Linked DNA regions of Callithrix jacchus: region 2 is linked to region 1. The links are chromatin contacts, called in public Hi-C maps. All regions are on one chromosome and are shown on one strand. Each heading gives the region's core, a stretch centred on a gene start, on an enhancer-like site or on the middle of the called end of the contact. The rest is flanking DNA. Distances are from core to core; before and after follow the strand shown. Region 1 has its middle 190 kb from the start of SORL1. Region 2 overlaps BLID (BH3-like motif containing, cell death inducer).

What was found. A called contact is a pair of places that touch in the nucleus more often than the background predicts.
Region 2: a contact with region 1 is called in a Hi-C map of skeletal muscle, with 7 times the contacts expected there. The contact joins two enhancer-like sites. A contact is called at or near these places in 3 of 3 Hi-C or Micro-C datasets (induced pluripotent stem cells and skeletal muscle).

What each region holds. Positions count from the first base shown.
Region 1 is chr10:21,310,349-21,316,555 of calJac240_pri, reverse strand. No RefSeq gene overlaps it. Among named protein-coding and RNA genes, the nearest start is that of SORL1, 190 kb to the right of the region's middle. Within about 2 kb of position 3,730, at least 13 of the 16 cell types and tissues checked have an H3K27ac peak or open chromatin away from gene starts, as enhancers often do. A contact at or near this core is called in skeletal muscle, where this site is marked.
Region 2 is chr10:21,718,248-21,724,454 of calJac240_pri, reverse strand. BLID (BH3-like motif containing, cell death inducer) reads left to right here. Exons shown (of 4, transcript XM_054241646.2): 3 at 1-1,612; 4 at 2,023-6,207. The region is part of intron 5 of LOC108593745 (a long non-coding RNA gene); the gene reads left to right. Among named protein-coding and RNA genes, the nearest start is that of BLID, 19 kb to the left of the region's middle. Within about 2 kb of position 3,259, at least 10 of the 16 cell types and tissues checked have an H3K27ac peak or open chromatin away from gene starts, as enhancers often do. A contact at or near this core is called in skeletal muscle, where this site is marked.

The DNA of each region.
Region 1 (6,207 bases), core at 2,481-4,980:
GGCCACTTGCAGGTGTGAATCCCTTTTGGGAACATAAGTGATAAATGAGAGAAATCAGGCTTGGGGAGGATTTTCATTTCTAAAGGTCTCAATATAAGCATTTATTTAAAGCTATAAAAATTGAAAATTCCCCAGTAAATACTGTTCTCCCTCGGTATCTGCAAGGAATTAGTTCCAGGACCCTCACAGATACCAAAATTCTTGGATGCTCGAGTCCCTCTAGATGAAAAGGTGTAGGATTTGCGTAAAACCTATACAAGACTTGGGAGGCTGAGGTGGGCAGATCACCTGAGGTCGGGAGCTCGAGACCAGCCTGACCAGCATGGAGAAACCCCATATCTACTAAAAAGACAAAATTAGCCAAGTGTGGTGGTACATGCCTGCAATCCCAGCTATTCAGGAGACTGAGCAGGAGAATCTCTTGAACCCGGGAGGCAGAGGTTGCAGTGAGCCAAGATCATGCCATTGCATTCCAGCCTGGCCAAAAAAAGTGAAACTTCATCTCAAAAACAAAAAAAACCCTACATACATCCTTCTATATACTTTAAATCATCTCTAGATTACTTACAATACCTAATACAATATAAATGCTATGTGAATAGTTGATATACTATTTAGAGAATAATGATAAGAAACAAAGTCTACATGTTCAGTAGAGACACAGCCATCCATATGTGTATATATTTTAAAAATATTTTGTATCCGAGACCAGTTGAATGCATGGATGAATAACCCCATGGATACAGAGAGCCGACTATAAGAGGAATTTCTTACAGGCAACGGCAGCAGCACAGGTTGTGGCTGATGGAGGGTTTCATTAAACAGGGAAAAGAAGTGACTGGCTCAGTCATTCATGGGTTCAAAGATTGAGGAAAAGCCTCAATCACTGCTGAAGAGCAAGGGGGTCTTACACAGAAATTCCAGACTTGGACTTAATTTGTTTGACCTTGGCTGAGCCACTTAACTCTTAGGAACCTCATCTGTAAAGCAAGAGAGTTTTGGTTAGAAATGCAATATTTTCTTTTACACTGTTGGGAGTGCAAATTAGTGCAACCATTGTAGAAGACAGTGTGGCCACTCCTCAAGGACCTAGAAATAGAAACACCATTTGACCCAGCAATCCCATTACTGGGTATATACCCAAAGGATTATAAATCATTCTACTATAAGGACACATGCAGCACAGTTGACAATAGCAAGGACCTGGAACCAACCCAAATGTCCATCAACAATAGACTGGATAAAGAAAATGTGGCACATATACACCATAGAATATTATGCAGCCATAAAAAACGATGAGTTTGTGTCCTTCATAGGGACATGGATGAATCTAGAAACCATCATTATCAGCAAACTGACACAAGAACAGAAATAAACACCACATGTTCTCACTCATAGGTGGGTGTTGAAAGATGAGAACATGTGGACACAGGGAGGGGAGCATCACACACTGCAGTCAGTTGGGGAGGACCAGGGGAGGAACAGCAAGGGGGTGGGGAGGGTGGGGAGAGATAACATGGGGAGAAATACCAGATATAGGTGATGGGGGGTGGAAGGCAGCAAACCACATTGCCATGTATGTACCTATGCAACAATCCCGCATGACGCACATGTACCCCAGAACCTAAAGTACAATTAAAAAAAAAAAAGAAATGCAGTGTTTTGTTTGTTTGTTTCCTTCTAGCTGTATATAACCACCTGGGAAGGAGGTGACCCCATCTCCAACCCCTTTTCATTGTGATTTCAGCAGCTCTGGTGGCAGGGTCCAGGCAATTCTTAAGTAGGCAGGACTGAGAATTTCTGGATTAGAGCACGTCCAAAAGCTGATTGTCAGAAGGGAGCAAAGTAAGTGAAGCAATGAAAAGGAATTCCTCAGCCATTTCAGACACACAGGCCTTGAACCACTGTACTCACCTGTCTGCCTAACTTGCCTATTTCCCCCCAGGGCCAAGCCCCCTTTAGGATCAGGGTGAGGCTCCCATCAAGACAATCAGCACTTTCCCAACCAACTGCAGGGACACATGTAGTTTTCTGACTGAAAGGAGGAGAGCAGGAAGTCTGGGTCCCTACACACTATGGAGGCACTGGGCCAGATATGTGGCGGTCCCACCATTTTTCCTATGCCTCCCCCACACAGTGGGGCGGCCCCTGCAGCAGGGAAGGGACGAGCGAGGCCCCAACCACATCTAACAAGATGGCCGCGTTGTCTGCCTGCCTGGCTGATGCCAGCGCCAGCCGCTAGCTCCCGACATGCGGGACTTGAAGCATCTGCCAGACTGATGCTGGCTTTTGATCAGTACCATGTTGAGCCAGAGACCTGCAGGGAAACGGCCAGGCTCCCTGCAGTCGACTAGCAGGAATCTTTCTTGCAAACTTGAGAGAGGTGCTTGAAGAATTTGAGCACAGATTTAAAAGTGAGGTGCAGGCAGGGGGAAGGGGAATGGAGGACCGCTTGACAGAGGCTGTCTTTTCAAGGCCAGGTTATTCTGTCTCCGCTAAGGGAGAAGACAGACACCCTTTTCTGGCTGGTGGTTGGAGCAGGATTTCTGGGCTCCCTTAGAACATTTTGCTGCTCTGCCCTGGGGGTCAGAGGGAGTCATTTAGCTTCAGCTCACGAATCTGTAAAACCCTGAAACCACCAGGATGGGTCCCTAGTCTCCCTCGTGTCCGGCTCCAGGGTGTGGCAGTAAAACCGCAGCAGGGCCGTTTACAAGACACTTGATTCCAGCCAGTCCACTCGCCAGAAGGCCTGCAGGGCTCCTGTCTTCTAATGGGTCCTCTGGGGCCTGGACTGCTGTCCTTAGGAAACCCAGTCTACATCCTTGGCCCCTAAAAACTGTGTGCTAAGACGGGTAGCCCCCTCCTCTTCTGCCCCCTTCCTGGGACACCAGGCCAAGTGGCAAGCAGAGGTCCAGCCCAAGAAGCACTGTGTTTTGTGTCTGACAATAGCGGCCTACGTGACTTGAAGGACTCTGCTCTTAGTATACCAAATGCACACCAGTTTTGCTTATTTGCTCTAACCTTCAAAGAACCCAGAGGTCCCTTCCTAGTTCAACAAATAAATCCAGTTCCACTCTAGCGGGCCTCCTGGACAAAGTTCCATTGTTACGCCTTCCCTAAATGTCCACGGCTCGCTCCCTCTCGGGCACACTAGCCCCACGCCTGTTCACCCTTCTTTCGTTTTGGGATAAATCAGCCTCCTTTTTTGTTTTGTTTTGTTTTGCTTTAATTCTTTCAAAGGGTAAGGAACGTTGACACCCCCTGAAACATGCCTCTGATGTCTGGTTAGACTTCAGACGGCTGTATTTGAACGTGCGCTGACGCAATCGGGCAGATTGGGTTAAACCAAATATTACAATTGCAAGAACTCATCTGGAACTAATAATTTTGAGGCCACCGAAAGTAAAAGGGCCCTGCTTTGGGGCTGGCCAGCGGCGGAGGCCAGCTCGGGCCAATGCTGCCACCTGCCGAGGGCGCCGGGAACAGGGCGCGCCGCCCCGGCCTTCCTGTTTTGTTCTGGCCCCGCTCACCGGCTCCCACGCAGACAGGTTCGCCAGCCAGCCAGACCAGGGCTATTTTAAAAGGCTAGCGCCTCTTCCCAGTCCGTGGTGTAAAGATAGCTGGTCTGGCTGTCCCGTGTCTTCGCTGGAAAGCAAGACAACTTCCCAATTATAGAGCCGGGGCTGGCTGCAAAGGCAGTTGCAGTTGGAGCGCGATTAAACATGTGCCCCGTGGATTACACAGATCATGTGTCAGTGGCTCGCCTAGGAGGAAGGCTCGTTTAAGTTTAAGATTTTTATTTTGCGGGGGATGAAGGGGACGTACAACTCCGGGTTATGTCGGCGCATTGCTGAACTGCGAGTCACATGCCAGATCCAGAAATGATGAAAACATCTGTTTTTGCTTTAGACCAGCGAGGCTCTGGCGGTGGGGAGGGGCGCGGGAGGGACGGGAATGGCTTTGCTCACCAGCACCATCTGCTGAGCCTGCTGTGGAAACGCGTGCGTCCCCAGCACAATGCAGGTTGCCGCTCGCCCCGGGAAGGGGGAGATCAACAGGTGGGGGTCTCAGCCCGCGCGATCACTCTCCATGGAGAACAGCCCCGATTGTGCCCTGGGGACTGTGCAATTCCGTATTGTCTCGGAGTGTTCACAACAAAGAGCTTTGTCCCTGGGGACAGTCCGAGGGCAGAGGAGGAGGAGAGAGAAGCAGCAAATGAATTCCCAGGTTGGGAAGGCAGGAGGTAAAGGGGGAGGGGAGTAGCTCCTTGGTGGTTTGCAGACAGTAAAATTTTGCTGTTCTTTCTGGCTGAAGTCTACCAGAACAAAGGAACCACGTCTCTAGGAAAACTCCCAGCTGCACTTCCCCCCACCGTCCCTCTTGCCTGCGATGGTAGCTTTTGCTCAGCATGTCTGAGAATGTTCCAGTATTCACCGAGACCATTCTGGTCAGGCAGGGTTTGACCAGCCCTTCAACACGCAGTCCTCTCAGCCTCAGACCCCAGCGCTGGGATGGTTCTGAATCCGAGCCATACTGACAGCCTAGCCAACTGCATTCTTTCGATGCACAGCAAATATTTACTGCCTGCCTGCTAGGTGCCCGGAACTCACTCAGCACAACTATTTGTCATACGGTTTAAAAAACAATACAAATATGTCAGAGGAAATGTATGCTTAGTGTCAAGTGCGTGTTTGAGACAATGACATCTCTGAGTTCAGAGGAAAAGTGAGGATTGCAGACTTCCAATCTACCTTTCCTCGGTATTGGGGCAATTCTGAGAAGCTGGATTTCTCCAGTTATGGGCTGTGTAGTCAAATCCCCTGAGTAACCGATTTTAATCAACCTGCTTCAGCTCTGACCTCCAGCCCTCTGGCGTTAAGGATAAATCCTCTACCGTTCCCATCCAAACGGCATCCATTACTCACAATCAGAATTGGGTGGGGACCTAGACTCCACTCCCAGGCATCTCCTCTGGGCCAGGTACAAAATTCTGAGATGCAACCAGATGAACAGTGCTTCCCAACAGCACACAGAGAGGTTAATCCAAGGGAGAAAAATTTGGGTCAAATGAAAAGATCAAGGCTTGCAGACCTCATTAAGCACACTGCCTCCCTTTACACGCAGCTGTGGGACACACCCTCAGCTCTCTGCTGCCCACATCTGAAGTTCCCAGAAGAGCAAATGCTGCTGATCCCCATGGAAGTTAGTCTCTTCTGTAGGCTCATTTTTGCCCACTTACCTATAAACTCCCAAGTTCAAAAAGGAAAGGGATGCCCTCCCTTGGAGCCCAATCTGTCCCTTTTTCCATTTCACCACTAAATAAGTATAGAAAGAGCTGCTGTTTGAGTGGGTCTGGGAACTTAACACTGTCTACAGGATGAGTCCAAAAAAACCTCCTTCCTATTTTACAGCTGGACAAAAAATAAGAACTAGCCTGATTCTCACAGATCTTGCCACCAGCTATATCCCCAGTGGCCACATTCGTTTCCATAGGACTCACATTCTTAAATTATTAGGGCGCAAACGAATCCTCAAAGCCATCTACAAGCCGGCCGGTCACCTGCAGCTGCTCTGCTCTGGTGTTGAAAGATTACTACTTCAGGGGAACAATGCAAATCAATACAATCAACATCACTTTCTGTTTCAGGCTCAGAAGATTAGAACATGAGACATCATTTTAATCTGGTTTTGTATTGGTCTGATGTGGAGAATTTCTGATGAATTTTCTTTGTTAGATAAACTGAGGAAACCTGGTCACTGACCCATGTTTCTTTTCTGGACTGTTCTTGACAGCTTTCCTCCGTTCTATCTGGGTTTGCAACAGGTCCGTGTTTGAATCTACTGAGGGCTGAAATTTTTCGTGCTGCATTGACAACTCTGAGGCCAGAATTTAGGGTGTTTTGTCAACATTCAGCAAAATAAAATCTCTGAACTAGGCTCCAGCAAGAGGGTAGGAAAACTGCAGATGAAAAAAAATATGTGGCATGAAAGTAAACATTCGTGATTTTTGTGTTTTACCAGGCCTAGGATGCCAACCTCCAAAACTATTTTTCCAAGCCTATGTAAGACTCTCTTTTTCCTCATTATAAAAATGATTTCTGTTGCTCCACTTCACTCCATACATCTTGGCGTGATTCTCTTCACACAGAGAAATAACCTTTGTTCAAAGCTGTGCTCTCCTAAGCCGTGCTGAATTCTGCAAGATCA
Region 2 (6,207 bases), core at 2,010-4,509, 410 kb before region 1:
CCGGGAAAACTAGGTTAGAATGGCAACATACCCACTGTGTATACAGATAGGTAGAGACCCTAATTTTCAGCAGGTCCATACTTTCCATAGCAGAGTTTTAAAAATGAATGCCAACAGAAATGATAGATGCTCCCCCAATCAACTTAGGTGTCTTTCTTTTTTCTTGTGCCTCTTTTTTATCATCTGAAATATTACTTGTCATTATTGGGTGACTTGAGGCTGATCAATGAAGTGTATATGTATCTGTCCGATATTTGAAGAGGAAAAACATGCCTCAGGAATAAGGAAATGTCTGCAGTGAAAGCAAAGGGTTAGGATGAGCTTCAGTGACTGATGAATTCATTTTAAAATCCAAGGGCACATAAACGGTAAATTAGTACATATTGCAAATACAGTCAACGAGCAAACCCCAGCCAGGGAAGGAAGGAAAATTTCAGCACTGTAGACATCACATGCCTGAACAGAGTGTCTACATATCTTAAATGTAGATCTGAATCACTGCTCTTTGATCCTGCTAAATGCTGATTGCAAAGAAATGTTTGGACATTGTTGACTTTCTGTCCATAAAGAAAAGCCACCAAGATTCACAAAATCCATCACCTGCACTCATCCACGCACGTGTGCTTTAAATTCCCCTAGGATGTGAAACAATTAGGCAGAGAACTGCACTGTGGTCTCTCTTCTTCACCTCTTTCCCTCCCTGTTTTTCCTCTTTCGAAAATGTGATACCTGATCTCTGGGTCTAGCAGGCTGAGAAATTTTTTGTATTTGTATGATACAGTGTCTGGCCTTCCCCCTGACCTGCTGATGTATTTTTGGTCTCATTAGTAGTAAGGGAGATGCCTTAGTGCATCCAGCACTGCGAGTCAGGGATGAGACACACTACAACAGAGAGAGGGAGCAAGCGCAAGAGGATATTAGAAGAGAGGCTTGTCTCCAAGATATGGAAGGAAGTGAGAAATGACAGGGCTGCAAGCTTTGTATGTAGGAGCCTGGCAGGGCGGGGGAGCGGCGAGGAGAGCCAAGTGGATTCTCAGAAAAGGGGGGAAACCATCTAAGAGCTAAAGGTGATTAGAGGGGGATATTGATTTCTTATTCTGCCAGAGATTTGAGCAGGCATGCAAGGAATCTGCACCATGGTTGGCAAAAGTAGACCCGTTGCCTCCTGTAACCAGACACTCGGGCTTTCCAGGAGCCCAGGGAGCAAGCCGAGAAGAAAGGGGGCAGTGTGGTCTAGGAAAATTCAACTTGTCGCTGATTTGTGCCTGATGCCTGCTGTCCGTCAGCAGCCTCCCTTACAATCTTTTTTTCTCTCTCTCCCTTTTTTTTCCCCTTGCCTTCTCCTTCTTCACTGAAGCCTAGGGGAGCCAGTAAAGATTAAATGTGCTTCTCAAAGGCAGCCACTTCATGCTGCTATGTCGAAAGGGCCATTATTATTATTATATTTTAATAGTAAAAGAGAAAGGGAGAGAGGTTGAGCCAGCAGCGAGTGAGAAGCTAGGTGTGATTATGACGGACTAGCTTTTCTGAGAGGAAAAGGAAAAGGGAAGGGAGAGAAAAAGGAGAGCCCCTGAGCTCAACGGAGGATTGTGCCTGAGAAGAACCTACAGAGGTGAGAAAAAAGTTGTCTTGAAGGTGGGGGTGGGGGTGGGGGTGCTAAACAGACCCTGTACAGAGGGAAAAGAGACATAATTTAGCTGCCTTGCTAGCATGATTCTATTTTTAAAGGAGGGGAGGGGGAGAGTCTGGAGCTCTAACTGTTTTTAGTTGCATATGGAAATATCTAAAAAATATTTAGAATTTTTACTAAGTGCGTTGAGGCCTCTCCAGTGTCTTCCTGGCTGTGGCTGCTTTGTCATTCTGTTTGACTAGCCAGCCATCTACCTTGCTCAGGCCTGGAATAAAAGAAGAAAAACAAAAAAGGAAAAAATGAAAAACAGAATGGAAAAGGAGAAGAAAAATTTGAAAAAGGGTCATCTTCCCATCTGCCTCCCCTCCCTTTCCTTTCATTTTTGGAGGCAGCACGGAAAAGCCCCACTTCCAGTCTGATGAGGAAAGCGACCATCTATCAGATACAGAACCAGGGGCTGTCTGCGAAGATGGAGGGGAATTATGCTTCGGATTCCTCTGAAATATTGGCTAAAGGCTTCAAAGAATCCGCAGCGGGAGGTGCGGGGGGAATGTCTCTCCCCAGCCCGCACCCAGCCCTTCCCACTTCGCGTCTACCAAATGACAGCCTGGTGCTCGCTCTTGGTGATTTGGCCTTGACTTCAGCCAAGCAGCTGATGCAGACGAAGCCTCCGTTTGCAGGACTGGCAAAGTGCACGCTAAAGAAAGAAGGAAGAAATTTTTCAAAAAAGCAGCTCTGGGGTGATTTCTTACTCCCCCCCGACCCTTTAAAAAAAAAATTTAAGTGAATATTTTCCAAATTTGATCAGTTCCAGCCCCTCCCTCCACTCCCACCCAACTGCCCTTTTTTCTCTCGTCAAAGCATAAGCTACAGAGTTACAGTCTCGAGATTTGGTGTATCGCTTCCTGCCCCCGCCTCCCCTCCCCGCCCCCGTTCTCCGTCCTCTATTGAAACACCTCGCCCAGCCTAGCGCACTGAGAGCTCACATTTCCCCCCCTTGCTCGGGATGGTGCCACGGGAGGCTGTGCGGGCCCCGCGCCGCTTCGAATGGGTGAGTTGAGAACGCTATTCGTATTCACACTTCCATAGCCTCTGAAGCCTACTTCTCGGTCTTCTCCTTCTGAAAACCCGATTTCTATGATTTTTTGCATGCGGCATGCTTGCCCTAGGGGAAAGAGATGCCTCCTATTTCCTCTTCAGTCATTTGTGCTAGTTGTAAATTAAAGCTTTGAAGAGACGTTAAGTCCTTATCGTAGACTGTGGTTTTAAAAACTTGGGCATTTCTGGGTCTATTCATATTATTTTCCATTTTAGTCAACTATGTTGCCCAAAGCTTGAAAGAGTTTTTCTCTGATATACTCGTGATTGTATCTGTGTGTGCGTGATTGTATATGCGATCCCAGACACTGCGTATGCGTGTGTGTATTATGCTTAAATGGACTCTCAATTTTGCGAAGGAAGGGAGCTTACACAGGAAATACCATACCACCTGTTTGTTGCATTTTAGTAATGAACCTCGAACAGAAATTGCCTGTCATTCTCGTTTTGCTTTGTTTTGTCTCAAGAAAGAAAAAAATTGTTGCGCTCCTCTCAGTCCCTGAGACCCTAACTTGTGATGTTTACCGTTTAAATCCACGGGTTAGGCTCTTGGGAGCTGCGAGTCGTGCTTTTGCATCCCGGAAATTTGGTGGAACTTTATTCTTTAAAGCAAAAACAAAAGAAAAGAAAGTTTGTCTGAAGTGATTGAGTATACCTCTGAGGTTTTCATTGTTAGATGGGATCAGGTGACCAGAGAGTGGCAGCTCCTGGATTTCTGTTAAAGTAGGTATATATTCTGCTTTAATAGCGGGTTGGCTGCTATGTATATGTATGTATGTTACTGATGCCTGAGGCTTGTGGAACTCATCTGCATGGTCTATTCCTTGAGAGCAACACGCAGTAGTATACGAGCGTAACAAGAACAGCTCAGTACCTGGTGCTTGACCTCAGAACATCTCAGCTGAAGTCCCAGCATGCCCCATGCCTCCAACTTTCAAACTCCACAGTTAATCTTAAAATTGTGCTCAATTAAAATGGGCATGTGAATATATTATATATTCCGTGTCCACACACGTGTATCATGGATGGCTAGACAGTGAACACATAGATGCAGATAAAGGCAAACTAACAGTTTGGACTAAAATATTAATAGGTTAAAATTCTATTCTTGCTATTCCACACAAAGGATGGAATTTATGGCATTAATAACAATTAGGTTTGTATGACTTCGCAAGATATTTTAGAAATAAAAGGGGATACTGCCTCCTTGCTCGGCATCTTTTACAAAATATACTTTATGGATGCAAAAGTGATGCAGATGGGAAATCAATCTTCTAAATATGTAAAATGAAAGCAACAACAACAGCAAACACAATTATCCTATTCTTGGGGAGTAACAAATACTGTTTTTCATTTTAAAACTAAGAAAATTTTATCAGTACTTAAATTCAATCCAGAAAAGGTTTTATAACAACCAAACCATACATGTAAAAATATCCTTTCTTAAGGTAATGACAAGCATTACCTAGTTTGTAGTTTTCTTGAGCTGTAACTTTTGATAACTGAATAATTTCAGTGATTTAGGTCTGTCTTATAGTTGGTGAAGAGAAACAGTAACTTACCTTTCCTTTGTTGTGAAAAATTCTGGTATAAATTTTTATTTAAACCATTTTCATATTCTTGAGCCAACATTTCTCTTCTATGTTTGAAAAATACCTAAATCAACCCCAATCCAAATGCTTTCTTCCTCTAAAGACTATATTTGTTGTAGCCTTGTTTTATACGTGTAGTTGAAGATTAGGGAAACTGTTCTTTGCCTGTTTTTTTTTTTAAGTGTTTATTGCAATTTTAAGTCCTTGATGCCAAATTGCAATCAAGAAACCATTTTGTATCAGAAAATTAAATTGAGCATATGAACTGTGCAACAATTGCACCACGTCTTTTGTTGAAACCTCTTGTGTAGTAATATTTGAATATTACTTTCCAGCCTTTGATAGTCCGAATGTGCTTCAAAGAAAATAGTTATTTGATTTTTAAGTCATTGTTAGTTTATATTCAGTGGTTTAATGACTTCCCCCATCTTAGCTGATGTGTATGCATAGGTATTTGGAAATTACAGTAAGGCATCTATTTAACTTACGGATCCATATTAACACATTATTCGTATCAAATATTTGAAAAACATTTGGTGCTTTTTGAAGTTAAAATATATTTGCAGTTTATTCTATGAAAATGTATACATGGATCAATAAAAACATGCCAGATGTAATTCTTCTGTGATTTTCAATGATAACAGGGTAGTAATTTAATACAAGTGTTTTAGTTTGTATTTCAAGGCACTCTCAGGTTTGTACATGTTTTCAAGTGGATTGCTCATGTTCGGAGGTTGCTATCATACAACTGATCACCCAGGCATTTAAGAGTGCATAACGACACGAGATTTTATATTTCAGCAGGCAACTGCTTCAGTGCAAGGGCAGGTTTCTCAACACCCCTTCTTCCTCACCGAGCCCATCAGTGAAGTTCAGTGAAATGAATAACATAATTGGTGGTTGGTTCAATCACTACCAGTCTAGACTAGCCCAGACGCATCAATTAGAGGGGGCTGTCTTTTAAAGGGAGAGTGCAACCGAAACAAGCAGGGCATTATTGATACTGATCTTTAAAAGTGCAAATCCAGCTTGGCAGATAAAAAAAAAAATAAGGCGGGGAATTGGGGTGGGGGTTCGTTGCAGGAAGAAAAGAGAAAGAAGTGAACTGGAGCTTTCGGACACAGAAGGACAGGAAGCTTGAGAGAAAAGGAGAGGATAATGAGTGAAATGCAATGCAGCACCTCCTTGGAACACACAGTTACAATTCAGTTCACAGGGCACACTGGTTCACCGTATTTTTAACTAGACTCTCTCCCCACCTCCTTTTTAAAAATTCCTTTTTTACCTCTGTTTCCAAAGAAATGCCAGCTAAAAATTAAGGCAGTTGGAAATGTAACAGCTCTAGGAAGCTCTAGTGAGAATAAAGTCAAATAATATGAACCAGCCAAAAGCCCTTTTGCAACATTTTTCCCCAAAAGAAAAATACAGAAGATACTTATTTTCAAGTCTTTAATTCTACCTTAAAAAAAAAATTGTGTACTAATGAACAGTATTCATTTTAAATCTAGCACCTGGGAATTAATATTATAGGCAAAACACCTTTAGGTAAAGAGCTCATAATTTTCCGTTGAATACAGTAAAATTGTAAAGAGTGTAACAAAGGCTTTGGTAATTTGGTAGAGGGGCTTTTTGATGAAAAAGGGCAGATGATTTGGAAAGTGTTAGGAACACATCAAGCCCCAGGGAAAGAAAATGTTTGATTGGTATTAATTAAAACACTGCTAATATATTCTAATAAAATCAAATTTAACATTCTACACTAATCCTCCTGGTATGTCAAAGGAAAAGAAAAGTATTATCTTATTTGCATCTCTGCAATCCAAATGCATTTGCTCATTCAGCAGAATTAATTTTTATCAGCAGCCTGTTTAATCTCCTCACAGATTT